4 separate regions of the Zea mays genome follow, and regions 1, 3 and 4 are each linked to region 2. Evidence: chromatin contacts called from public Hi-C data. All regions are on one chromosome and are shown on one strand. The core of a region is the stretch at or near the end of the contact, and the rest is flanking DNA. Distances in the headings are between cores, read along the strand shown.

Evidence for each region. A called contact is a pair of places that touch in the nucleus more often than the background predicts.
Region 1: a Hi-C map of endosperm shows a contact between it and region 2, with 2.4 times the contacts expected there. The contact joins the promoter of LOC103653810 here to the promoter of LOC100276301 in region 2. A contact is called at or near these places in 4 of 25 Hi-C or Micro-C datasets (bundle sheath, ear, endosperm and 1 more).
Region 3: a contact with region 2 is called in a Hi-C map of tassel, with 2.5 times the contacts expected there. The contact joins the enhancer-like site here to the promoter of LOC100276301 in region 2. A contact is called at or near these places in 4 of 25 Hi-C or Micro-C datasets (ear, leaf and tassel).
Region 4: a Hi-C map of endosperm shows a contact between it and region 2, with 4 times the contacts expected there. The contact joins the promoter of LOC541889 here to the promoter of LOC100276301 in region 2. A contact is called at or near these places in 3 of 25 Hi-C or Micro-C datasets (ear, endosperm and tassel).

Annotation. Positions count from the first base shown.
Region 1 is chr4:148,950,885-148,954,146 of Zm-B73-REFERENCE-NAM-5.0, reverse strand. It overlaps LOC103653810 (auxin response factor 8), which reads right to left and starts at 1,907. Exons shown (of 3, transcript XM_008680610.3): 1 at 520-1,907; 2 at 1-428. The coding sequence starts at 1,599. LOC103653809 reads left to right here and starts at 2,606. Exons shown (of 2, transcript XM_020552639.1): 1 at 2,606-3,262. The coding sequence starts at 2,784.
Region 2 is chr4:149,174,369-149,177,669 of Zm-B73-REFERENCE-NAM-5.0, reverse strand. It overlaps LOC100276301, which reads right to left and starts at 1,776. Exons shown (of 5, transcript NM_001374050.1): 1 at 1,336-1,776. The coding sequence starts at 1,590.
Region 3 is chr4:148,968,996-148,972,634 of Zm-B73-REFERENCE-NAM-5.0, reverse strand. No RefSeq gene overlaps it. Among protein-coding and RNA genes, the nearest start is that of LOC103653810, 19 kb to the right of the region's middle. Within about 2 kb of position 1,839, at least 14 of the 20 cell types and tissues checked have an H3K27ac peak or open chromatin away from gene starts, as enhancers often do. A contact at or near this core is called in ear, leaf and tassel, where this site is marked.
Region 4 is chr4:149,012,594-149,015,813 of Zm-B73-REFERENCE-NAM-5.0, reverse strand. It overlaps LOC541889 (plasma membrane intrinsic protein 2), which reads right to left and starts at 1,858. Exons shown (of 4, transcript NM_001111555.1): 1 at 1,463-1,858; 2 at 1,055-1,350; 3 at 64-204. The coding sequence starts at 1,784.

The DNA.
Region 1 (3,262 bases), core at 658-3,157, 220 kb after region 2:
CTTGCCGGGATCGGGGTCGTCGGACCGACATGGTCGGGACGGCGGAGCCTGGGGTACAGCAGGCTCGGCTGCAAGTGGGTGAGGTGGAGTTCTGAGAAAGGTGGAACGAATTGCGCATGCCTGGCTCCCTGTATGGCTGCAGGAGCACTGCCGGCCGGGAACGGGAAGAAGGGTGGGTGGTGGTGCTGGTGGGAGTGGGAGTGAAGGAAATGGTGGTGGTGCTGGCCGTGCGGCAGTGGGTTGGGCGGGAACGCCGGGTTCAGGAGCTGCCCTTCGAAGGGGAACTCCGGGTACGCCGGGATCCGGGGCTTCTTGCGCGGAGGCGAGAAGGACGCGAGGTGGATGGCCGGCATGCTGGACACCAGCTCGACCAGCCATGGGCTCACCCGCTTCACGTTCTGCAGGAGGTCCGGCTCGTCCCAGGTCACCTGCAGCGCAATCGCCAATTCGACAAGTGAGCACCAAGCGCAGAGCTTTCCCCTTGTTGGTAGCCGAGAAGTAGCAGCTGCTGCTGCATACCTGAAGAAGGCGCCAAGGCGACTGCGGCCAGCGGATGGGATCGGTGACCTGGACGCCGGCGACGGTGCCCATGAACCAGCTAATCCTGGAGGAGTCCTCGGTCTCGAACGCCATCTTGAACCGCATCCCTGGGGACCACTGCACCCTCATCGCCACGCGGACCGCGGCGGCGCGAACGCAGAACTCGGGCGTGCTGGCGCGAGGGTAGTACACCACCTCAAACGACTGCCCGGCGGCCGCCAGCCTCGCCGCCTCGGCCACGTCCTCTGGTCGCACCTTGCCCCGTGCCTTGGCGGCCGCGCACGGGCTCACATTCCCTCGCATGAGGCCCGCGTAATGGTCCCACCCGGCCGCAGGGGAGTCGTCGCCTCCGCCTCCACCGGCGCCGCAGAACCCGCGCTTGGCACGCCGGATGCCGACGTGCAGGTCCCCGCTGTCGCCGCGGAGGAACACGATGGAGTCCCCTGCGACGAGCTTCTTCTGGTTGACGAACGTGCTCCACCCCGTGGTGAGCAGGTGCCGGCGCGGCGTGCCCCGGTAGATGTGGCGGAACTTCCAGGCGGCCCCGTGCACGTCCTTGGCGACGACGGTCTGCACGGGCGGGTCGGCGGCGTAGTCCAGCCGCGGGAAGATCGTCTCCGCGCAGTACCTCGGCACGGAGAACCCGCCGCCGTTGTTGGCGTCGGACTGTGTCAGCGTCTTGGCGAACGAGGCCGGCTTCTCCTGCTCGTCCGCCGCGGCCGCGTCGTCCTCGACGCCACCCGCGTCCGCGTCCGCGTCCCCGCCGCGCAGCGGGACGAGGCGGATCCTGGCGAAGACCTCATCGGTGTCTGGGTCAGCCATGTAGCGCACTGCCGTGACGCGGCAGGGGACCAGCGCCGGGACGCGCGCCGCGGAGAGGTCGGCCGCACCGGCGAGGCCGAGCGCGTGCTCCGCGTGCCCCTGCGGGAAGTAGTAGACGCTGGCGCCCACGGGCGGCACGGTGCACATGCCGCCCGCGCACGCCAGCCACAGCTGCCGGTCCACGCACCGTTCGGCGCCGGCCGCTGCCGGCTCCGTCAGGTCCGCGAACGTGATCATCGGGAACGCACCGAGGCGAGGGCCGGCCAGTAGAGTGAGAGCGGGAGGTGGAGGAGGAGGAGACGAAGGCGAGCGGGTCTGCCGGTGTCGTGTGTAACTGAGCTACGGTGGTGCTTGTTTTTCACGGTAACGAGCAGGAGTAAACCCCGTTGCGACTTATAAGTGCCCGTTCGGTGAGTGGGAGTGAGCGACAGGGCGCCAGGCCCCCAGGCTGATGTGCGGAGCCGGACAGTCGCGTAGGAAACAGCAACGAGTACCAGTACGCGTGGAGCGGCGTCACTGTGTGGAAGTTTGAGGCCCGTGAGTTTCGGTATGCGTCAGCGACTCAGCGTGGTCGAAACCCAGGAACACCGTTGTGGTTGTGGCCTGTGGGGTTTCTGGTCCGTGCAACTATGCAAATGTGAAACGAATTCTCAAATAAAATGTTGATATCCACTGAAAAAGAGAGAAAAAAATGTTGGACACTCAATCTCCATATGAAAAAAATGTTGGATGTCTCAATAAACATAGTAAATGATGAAAAAACTGAAGGGTTTTGCATGACCTAGGGCTTGAACATGCGAGCTAAGCCATCCACACGGTGCCATTTACACCCTAGCAAAGACCACCTGAGTCGACTACAGAGGACAATAAGTCTACTTGAGTCGAGTAGAGCAAAAACCCTTCATAATAAATTGAGCTCGAGTCGGGTGAATCAAAATCATATTCGCGATCGTACCTGTGAAATCTATCTAAATCTAACTATGATCACACCTACCAGTGTCATTCCAAACTCGTACCCGAGCCCGTCAAGTTTCGAGCCACCTACATTCTTTTATTTAGCATACACTTTTAAACAATAATTTAGTTGTAAGTAATTAAGTAATTATGTACGAACGATAATCCTACTACTAATTAAGAAAGCAGTGTGGACGCTCGGCGCGGTCATGCCCCCGCCTCGCCTCTCCCTCCCACTCCCCTCCAACATGTCACTGCCATAGTGGACCCGTCCTACGCTCCCCTCACATTGCTCGCCCCTACCCCAGCCATCGTCGCGCCGCCCCATTCTCCCCGTCCTCGGCACTTCGCTACACGCCCGCCCCAGTCCGACGCCCCCCGTGCTCGGCGACTCCCCCTTCGTCCTCTCGCTGAGGCTGCCTTCGTCCTGCCCCACACCCGCTGCGTCGCCCGAATCTGTGCTCGCGATGCCTTCACTTCTCCTCTGCGCCGTCGTTTCCTCTGCATCACCAGCCATGCCGCCGACTTGCCTAGGACGGAGCCCGCCCGACCAACCATTCCAGGCGCCACGCCGTCCCCTCTGCGTCGTCCACTCCGCGGTGTGGTCGGCTGTCTCGGAGCCCTCGCGTCCCCTAGCCCATGCACCCGCCTCGTATGCCCCAACTGCCCGAACGCCATGCCCCCGCCTCGTCGTCCCCTCCGCGCAGCCGCACAATCGTGGTGTGACCGACCGTGGAGGAGCCCTCGTGTCCCCTAGCCCAACCAGCCATGGGCCCCATCGTTTCCCCTTCCACGCAGCCAGGGCCCCCAAATTTGGCAATGCACCATTCCCCCCAACAAGCGCGCTCGATCTGGCAATTGCGTGCATTATCTCCGTCGCCGATTTGGAAAGCGCACGATCTACGACGCTGATTTGGAAAGTGCCTTGCCAAATGATTCCAACACA
Region 2 (3,301 bases), core at 527-3,026:
CCTGCTGGAGCTTGGCCAGGCGAGCGTCGTGGGAATCCAGCCTATTGTTTATGGTTTGCAGCTGCGCTAGTATGCGATCAAGTTTCTCCGCAACATAGAGGGTCTCCACATCGTCGTGCATGCCGCCATGGTGGCGATGCGCGCGTAGTGGCTCCGATACCAATTTGTTATGAACACAAATGCACTCGCAAGATAGTCCCGGTACTCGTCCTCCCGTAGGAGGCCCTAAGAGTAAACCAGATCTATTCTTCTTGCTTACCTGCTAATGACCTCCACCTCTCATTATATAGAGGTGGCTACCCTAACGGTGGCTAACCTAACCCTAATGACCTAGCTTATGAGCTTAAGTCCCATAACAGCCTGTAACATGAACTGAATATTTTTTTCTGTGAACTTCAAAAGATTTAGTATAGACCGATGTTCTTAAGGAATTAAGGTGGTATGGCATCCTTGGGACGGTATGCCTTGTCACCTAGGTATTGCCTTGAGGACACTACCATAGGCAATATATGGTTACTGACAACCAGAAATTACAAAGGAAAAAAACGAACAGAACTAGGTATCTAAACATGTAATCCTGACAAGAAATCACAGTACACATCCATGTATCTATTTTCCAGCAGGAGTATTTCACTCTAAGGGCTAATTTGGAAACACCGTTTTCCCAAGGGATTCTAATTTTCCCAAGGGAAATTAGTTCATTTTCCCTTGGGAAAATTAGAATCCCTTGGGAAAACGGTGTTTCCAAACTAGCCCTAAACGTTGGAAGCTGAAAGAACAATGGAATGATTACTACAGAACTGATTAACGACAGAATTATCGTATTCACCGGTGATGCTAGGCATGAATCTTCGTATCATGTGAGAAACCCCTCTTTAACTCGCTGGTAACGTACTGCAGCACGGAAAGACCATACATGTATCATAACTCGGATACAGTCCGTAAGATATCTAAAAAACACAAGGCATCTAATGCAAGTAAAGTGGTTGCCCTTTTACCCTTGGTCGAAATAAAAGAGAGGCATCCACATTTTTAAGGAAGTCATCTTTGGGGCGTCATCTTTTCTGTTGTTCGTCTCCCGCGCCATTATAAGCTAATCTCAAGCATTAGAGTAATAATTCACCGTATGCAGCAAACAGTGCCTAGGGATCGGTTACCGGAACACGCGTAACAGACACCGTCTCATATTGTGAGCAAACTCTCCTCCACGATAACAATTCGAATGACCACGAATCCAAAGACGAGCAAAACCGCTACCCGCATCACCAAATCATCTCCAAACATTGGGTGGGAACAGAAAACAAGAGGGGCGAAAGAAGGAAAACACGTGGAGACCTCGGCGAGGACGGAGAGTACGATGAGGTTCCGCACGGCGCGGCGCGAGAACTGCGTCCGCCGGCGCATCCGCGCGTGCACGGCTGCCTCCTCCTTGGACAGGTACTGCAGCCGCTTCTCGAAGTCCTCGCGGCCACCGAAGAGCGCCCGCCACACCCTCCCCAGCACCCCGCCCTGCTTGCCCTTCTCCTTCGCCTCCGCCGCCTCGGGCGGGGCCGGTGCCCCCGCCTCCGCTTCCGCCTGGGTAGAGGCCATGGATTGCCTTGCGGATCCGCGTGGCGCTGGATCCGATGGGGAGGAGAGAGGAAGTGGCTCGCGCGGGATGGCTGGCCAACCTCTTGTTGGACGCGACCCCAATGGAAGGAGGAAGAAGAGAGGGGTTTCGGGTTTGGGCCTTTGGGGCTGGATCTTTCTCTCGAGAGCGCCCCCCGTGGCCGTGGCTGGATCCCGGACTCCCGGCGCTGTAGACCTGGTGTAGCTTTTTGCTTTTGGGTGGCTCGGTCGATCCTCGTAGCAGCTCATCCAACTCTGCAAGTGGGGGCGTCGACTCGAGAAATGGCAGGGACGCACGCGTGAAACCACCGAGACTGCAAAGGGTATTCAGGCCAACTGCAAAAGTGCCCCAACTAGTGACTTGCTCATGCATTACCACGGATTTTATATATCATATTAGTATATTTTATTTAAATAAGATACAAAAATATATATTCCATTAATTATGTGGGTAAAAGCGTGAAAACAACAATAAAAGTATAAACTCTTATTTGTATATAATTTTAATTTATTTTTTTGTATTACGTGGAAAATGGAAGGTGACGCCGTAGAAATTGGTGATTTATATATAGTAGAGATAGAAATTTTGGAAATGAACTTCGTTTCTGTAAAATTGTATCTTTTTTTTTGAAATTGAAGCTTTCGTCTATTTCGTTAACAACCACTAACAGTGTTAGATTAAATATATAAAAAGATGACAATTGCCTTATATTGCACTCGTTATTGCAAATTTGACCTCATCTTCACAATGCAATAGATTTATTCTTAAAAATGATTTATACGATTTAATATATTTTAACAATGCAACAATGGACTACGTATACTAATTGAAATATGCAAACACATCTCATTGCAGCTCTCACATTCGTAATCTTCAGATAGGGGTGGTAATGGATCATGGCCCTAATACTTGGTTCACAAACCAACAAGATCTTTAATTTTGTTAGTTCAAAATTGTATTGTTTTATGATCCGACCCTAACTTGATTCAATCCTTAAATTTGCTAGGCTAAACTAAATGACCCATTACCACCCCTATCTTCAGACCCACACGGATAGAAAATTGAGGTCGACTGTTTGGGACTTGTGAGTTGTGACTTCTGTGTGTGGTAGAGCTAGATGAAACACTGGTAGCTTGTCGGCTAGCTCGATTTGTGGTCAGCTTGCATCGGATCGTTTGAATTTTTTTCACGAAATAAGTTGACATCCTAGCTCGGTTCATGAACAAGCAAGCTCGTGAGCTAAATGAGTTATCACATTTCAGCAAAATAAAAATATATACATATCATTTACGTTTCAATTGATGAACATGTTATATATATATTTGGTGTCTACGACCTATGAGTTAAACTGATGATTGATGAACTGTGTCTATGTGGTAAATTAGTCTATGTGAATATGAATGTGGGTTAAATTGATGAACATGTGTGTGAGTTGTAAATTGATGATGAATTGATGAGTTTAATTTGGTGTTGCATTGATGTAGTCTACGAAACTATGTGTATAATTACTATTTTCTATTGTTAAATTAATTTAAAATTAACTAGAAAATAATTATATATATATGTTGCTTTTTCGAACGTGGCTCACGAGCTAAACGGATCAGTTTGGCTACAAGCGGACGAGCCGAGCTCGAGCTGGCTCTATAACTCGTTAGTTTAACGAGTTGAGTTGAGCCAGCTCATTAGTTTAAC
Region 3 (3,639 bases), core at 590-3,089, 210 kb after region 2:
TGTTGGGGGCCTTCGGCTTACGAAGGTCCTCAAAAACAGGATTTAACAGTATTTCTGGAGTTTAATGTGTGAACAGCCATCTTCGGACTCAAGTCGGTATCACAGCAGACCAGAATAATACGAAGGTTGATACAGCGCCGAAGGTGTGAGCAGGAAAGCTTCGGCATGATAGCAACAAAATGAAACCGACTTAAAGATGAAAAGGCTATTCAGACCTCGATAGATTACAATAGTATTATTATCAAATGTAAAGAGCATGAATGTAATTTTGCATAGGCTGTGTCCTGTGCCTATAAATAGGTGAACAGTTCCCCTGTACTGTTCATGCTGATTTGGCATTCACTTTTGCGTCACGCTTGTACTTTCATCTCCTTCAAGTTGAAGGTACATTTGTAATCCAACGTTATTTCTGTTTATACATAATAATAATATATAATTGTTTATGTTGTTCATTATATTCCTTACAATTCATCCTTCGTCATTGTATAATATATTTATGAAGGTACGCCCTTCATAACCTTCGTCCGAAAACCATTATATCCTAAGGGGAATAATGCTTCGAAGGACGAAGGACTTTACCGACTAACATTTTCTATGTTGCCTTGTTCTTGACTCATAGCATTTGAGAACAAGTCCCCAACACCTAGTCTCGAGCAGCCATCCATCATGCGGCTCATATGGGGCCAAGCGACTGCAGCGGCGAAGAGTGTTCGGTGGAGCTACAAGGACGTCGATGACGCCTTCGTGCCGTGAGGCACCATCTATCAAAAGTAAGAAACCCTAGAGATCCGCCCATCGTCATTGCTTGATGATCGTCCCTCTGCTCGATGTCCATCACCGTCAGTGACCCCGCTGTCTGACCATCGCCTGAGCAGCTATGCTAATCGCCATCGTTCGATTGATCTTCTGATCGTATGTGGAAATCCTTCATCTTGTCATACTTAAATGCTTGATAGTTAAGTGCTCACACGTTCGTGGATTTGTGGATTAATTATGTATATGTACATATACAGTAATGTGTGAGGCCTTTTTGCTATTATTGTACTCGTTAGAAGAGGCTTCTCCACAATAGTACTAATTAATTAGACTTCTCTATAATAGTATTTATAGATAAGAAACTTCTCTATAATGGTAATTCACTCTCATTTCATCATTTTCTGCTATGTTAACAAAAAAGTTAGTCACATAGATAATTTTAGTTATGTAACCCAAACATGTCTACATCTATGCATATGCATATATAGACATTATTACTACTGCCAGGTACCCCACTGCCATTTGATCTTTAGAAAGTTATGCATATTTGTTTATGCAAAGTGATGGAGTTAGATGGTTAGAAAGTCAGTGGTAAATTGTTAAGTCATGTTTCATGCTATATTTGTTTTTATGTAAACTTGGTGTTGGACTATTACTGTCTCTGTCACTCTGTCAGTGCCTTTGTGGCTTTGCTATATTTGAGTTTGAGACGTGAATCAGTGAATGGACAGAATCATAGAAATGGTGGTCGAGGTTGTGCTGGCCGCGCGAGCCCTAGGGCCTGGGCTATTGGTATATATTTGAGTATGGTTACTGATTGGCCCGTTCGTTTCTCTATGATTGAACCGATATTCGTTCCAGCTCATCAAAATTTATATAAATTAGAGAAGTAATCCGGCTAAGAACCAGTCTAGAGCTCCAATCCGTGGAAACCGAATAGAGCCTAAGTGGTTAGTGATTAAGTTGTGCACTTGTGCTTGCAATTTTGCATATATTTGAGTCTGGACTGAGTTGGCTCTCAGCTGGGCGCCTGGACCTGTATGTGCGATGGGCCGTTCGATGCTTGGATGTGTTGCTCTGCTGGACGGACAGGACGGTGGTCAGTGGACCAGAGGAGGGTGGATCCCTATCGTTATATTGCTGCTGAAGTGCTGATGAGTGATGCTTACATTTTTCGGGTAAGACCGAAAACTGACAGTGAGTATCGGATAACTGAATTTTCGGTTTTCATTCGGTTCTCAATACCTAAAACTCGAATTTTCGAATTTTCTAAAGGCTAGTTTGGGAACCTCATTTTCTCACGGGGTTTTAATTTTTCTAAGAAAAATTAGTTTATTTTTTCTTGGAAAATTAGAAATCCGAAGTTCCAAAACTAGCCCTAAATACCGAAAAAACCGAGCGTCGGATAAAATCGAATGCCTAGATCTGCCCCTAGATCTGCCCCTGAGACATAACTAGCCCACTATTTTTAGCTGGGTTGTAGCTGGGCCGCCTAACCGTCCGGTCATCAGCTGGCCGGCTGCTAGATTGACGTAATTGGTCTTTATGAGACCGAAGTTAGATTGACACTTCAATACATACAGCTGCGAACTCTGATGCAAATAATGTAAACGTATCGGTATTGGGGTAAAAATTTACTAATTTTATACCGCTTGATCGTGTCGAATTAATTCCTTCGCTGTTCAAATTGCCTCTGGGTTTCTGTGTGGCTTCGAACCTAGCCAAAGGCTCCCATGATCATCATCCTCTGAGGAGGATGGATCGTACAAGGATACCGGTAGAAAAGAAGAGTTTATTCATGCGGGTCCGTGATCTCACTTTAATAGATAGATGGGAAAAGGTACGTTCATCTTTCTTTTTTTTCATTGAAAACTTATTTCTGAAGTATTTTAGACCCAACCCAGAAAATTTGCTGGCCCAGTAACGAGGTCGGATATCCATACGGAAGCCTTCGCAGCAATGCCATTGGAGAACATACTGTTGAGAACTACGTTACCACGGATCACCAGATCCGTTCCCTTCCCTCCCGTCAGCAGTAGAGGCGCAAGAAGATGTAGATAACCCGTCTCACTTCCCATTAACCCGTCTCACTTTCCATAAGCACGACAGAGGAAACACACGAGACACTGGATATAGGGTTGGGCCTCTGGCCTCTTTCTGATCTCTGTCATATGAAGAGGTGTACAGGTTCCTTATATAGAGATGTGAGACCCCTCAGGGGCAAAGCCGGTATTTGCCCACATAACCCTAACTAGGGTTACTTAACACTCCCCCTTGGGCGAATACCGCGACCAACACATGTCTCGTTAAAACTCCGAAAACCCAGTGGGAAAAAAGTGGAGAAAGAGTGCATGGTGATACAAATTGCATTTGCACTTTGTTGCCTCGTTAAAAACCTCATGTGAGAAACTTCAAGAAAACTCACAAAGGGAAAAAGAGTACAACAGCTGTCATCGGGACAAATTTTGATCCTCTGGGATCTAGATTCTATCGAACCTTCTACAAGGGCTAACTTTAGAAATGTGCTCCCCTGATCCTTGCAAAACTGTATCAATAAGGCAAAACATCTTCTTCTGGAAGTATATACACATAAAGATTTAGCAAACGGACTGCATATCCTTGCAAGGACTATTTCAGGAACTTTACCTCTACTCACTTCTAGGATATACGAGGTAAGTGCACATATCAATATAAATAAGCCACTTTGACTGATGGTGTTCGATCGACTGGATCTATATATTTGATAGAAAGTTCCATAAAGGTTCATATATTGATCATCAAGCTCATGCCTTCAGGGCATAGAATATGTCATTTATTATCTCGCGATTGTGATCAATATAAGAATTCGCTCCCCCTGACGATGACATCTGTCAAAGTCGTTAT
Region 4 (3,220 bases), core at 609-3,108, 160 kb after region 2:
CATTTTTTTTTTTGAAAAAAAAAACAGTATTATTTATTAGTGGTACTGATCATGCATGCGTACTTGGTCGTCCCAGGCCTTGTCCTTGTTGTAGATGACCGCGGCTCCCAAGCTCCTCGCCGGGTTGATGCCGGTGCCGGTGATGGGGATGGTGGCCAGGTGCACCATGAACACGGCGAACCCAATCGGAAGAGGGGCCAACACCTGCAGACATAGATTAGCTCGCTCATCAATTACATGCATGGCCAACACCTGCAAACAGCTCAGGATTTTGAAATCGCGTGGTTCTAGCGCAGCAGGCTCTGACTATATATACTGTAGAAAGTATGAAAGGGATGTATCACCGAATCTGAAGGCAAAATAAGTAACCACTCGACCAGAAGTTTCTCTTGGAATTTTGCACCTTGTCGCTATCCCTAACACATGCTACTGTGATGTATTATCGAAGTAGTACAATCATTCGCAAACCAATCGCTGCCACCTCACGTTCGCTGTAAGACACGCACTGCTGCTGCCTACTACGCTACGCAAGAGAGAATCTTCCTGTCTGCTTATTGGCATATGCAGCAAGATACATCTTCACATGCTCCTGATTCTGGGAGCTCGATTTGGGACCGTTGCTCCCAGTGCGTGCCCAGTGCCCTACATGGAACGTCTAATTGTGGCAGGAAAACACTCGATTCGCCGGGTTCATGAGCTACTCAGCCTTAATTCCTATATATATATACCGCAGCAGTAGAAATTAATTCAGACGACACTACTACCTAGAGGTATTCAGAAAGTGGGACGACTTGCGACGTGAAGGTTTTTGTGTTGATGTAAACACTTTGCATTGCGCTCTAATTTTTAATTACTGTTAAAGTCTTCAGTCTGCACTCTAGCGAGCTAGCTTGCACCAAAGCTACCATGCATAAACTCCACACACAGTTCATTAGTGCTCTACTGCTGTATACATGGGTTCATAACTTCATATGTATATGAGCAGTGCACCAGTACTGAATCAATTAACTGTGGTATATATTCATTCATATATGTAATCTATGTGTGTGCTCACCGGGACGTGGGAGTCACGGGCACTGCGCTTGGGGTCGGTGGCGGAGAAGACGGTGTAGACGAGCACGAAGGTGCCGATGATCTCGGCGGCGAGGCCGGTGCCCTTGGAGTAGCCGTCGCTGAGCTCGTTGGCGCCGCCGCCGTAGCGCACGTAGTAGGCGCTCTGGAAGCCCTTGACGAGGCCGACGCCGCAGATGGCGCCCAGGCACTGCGCGATGATGTAGAGCAGGGCGCGGACGAGGGACACCTTCCTCGCCAGGAACAGGCCGAAGGTCACGGCCGGGTTGATGTGCCCACCTGCATGCATGCATACATACATACATCTACGTGTCACACACACACATCACACGGTTGGAGTGGACGAAGGCGGCATATGCATGCTGCGTGCGTGCAAGGCCGGCCGCGGGACCTGAGATGCCGGCGGTGCAGTAGACGAGGATGAAGATCATGCCGCCGAAGGCCCACGCGATGCCGAGGATGCCCACGCCGCCGCACGCCGCGTCGGGGCCCGACGCCGCCGCGTCCGTCTGGTGCTTGTACCCGATGACGGTGGCCACGGTGATGTAGAGGAAGAGCAGCGTGGCGATGAACTCGGCGATGACCGCGCGGTAGAGGGACCACTTGGTGAGCTCATCCGCGTCGATGAGCGGCGCCGGCGGAGGGTCCGTGTAGTCCTTGGCCGAGAACTCGCCGGCCTCGGGCCCCGATGCTTCGATGTCCTGCTTCGCCATGTCAGGAGACCTGCAGCAGCTGCTGCTATAGCTAGTAGCTCAGCTAGATCTCTGTGCGCGCGCTTCGCTTTGCTTGTTGTGTGTTGTGAGGCCGGAGACTCGAGAGGCCGAGGTATATATGCGTGGGGCGTGGGAGGACGGCTCGTGCAAGAGAGAGGACGAGCTCATCGCCTCGCTTAATTGATTACAAAATACGTAGTATAATTTAGTCAGGGATAAGGTTTGGTTTCTGGTTAGTTAGAGTTTTTTTTGTATACAATAATTTGCCGCCCACAACCGACTAAACCCTCATCATTATGTCACGCCAGAGTCGAACTGGTGGCCAGTGATCAACCGAAGGGCTATTCACATAATTCTATATGGTTTGTGTGCTGACGTTTTGAAAAAAAAAAAAAAAAAGCGAATTGAAAACACAAAAACCGCTGGTGATTTCAATTACTGGTCCAGCTTCTCAGTTGCGTGTGGCGATACATGCATGGCCGTAAACTGTGGCTACTAGGAAGGAGGAACTTGTCAGAAGAATAAGGTGAACTAGTTAAAATGCACGCGCCACACGCGCGTGTAAAACCACAGTTATTCGACTACGGACTACATATGAGTTATTATTATATATTCAGTATAATTATTTGTATGATTATTTATTTGAATTTTAAGCTAGAAAGATGAATAAAAGGTACTATATATTCATCTTATACAAAATGTTGTATATAGATGCGGTGCAGCCACCCATTAATCCGGTTCAAAATTGTTAGTTCTTGTCAACAAATGAAATTGGAGGGCATGCTCATTGAAAATCTACTTAATAGAATGGTTATTCTCAACAATATGCTAGGAACCTAGGATCATCTCAAATATACTGCTTCCTAAACAAGATGAAAACATGTATTTCCATATATTCACTACCGGAATTTGGCTCTTTGCCGAGCGCCAAATATTTTGCCGAGTGTTTTTTTTTCGGCACTCGGCAAAGAGGTTCTTTGCCGAATGCCACGCAAAAAAACCTCGGTAAAAGAAAACACTCGTAGAAGCCGAGTGTCAAAAATAAAAGACTCGGCAAAGAGCTTCTTTACCGAGTGCATTTTTCAACACTAGGCAAAGACAATTTAAAAATCACATTTTAAAGCAGTAAATTAATTCAAATGAAAAAGTTTTCAACTACAAATTTGTATAACTCATCATGATATATAATTTATATTTTGAACATTTCTTCATATGATAAAATAAAAATAAATTTGTTCATAAAACATATATCTCTCTCGTAGTTTATGAAACTACGAGAGAGATGTATAAGATTTGTGCATATTGTTAGAACCATCATGTGAGATGAACAAATGACCAAACAACCAAATAAACTTTGTAGATCTTGAGAAGTTAGTTATAGAATTTTGTAGTTGGCAAGTGAAAGTCGCCTAGAGGGAGGGTGAATAGGGCGAATC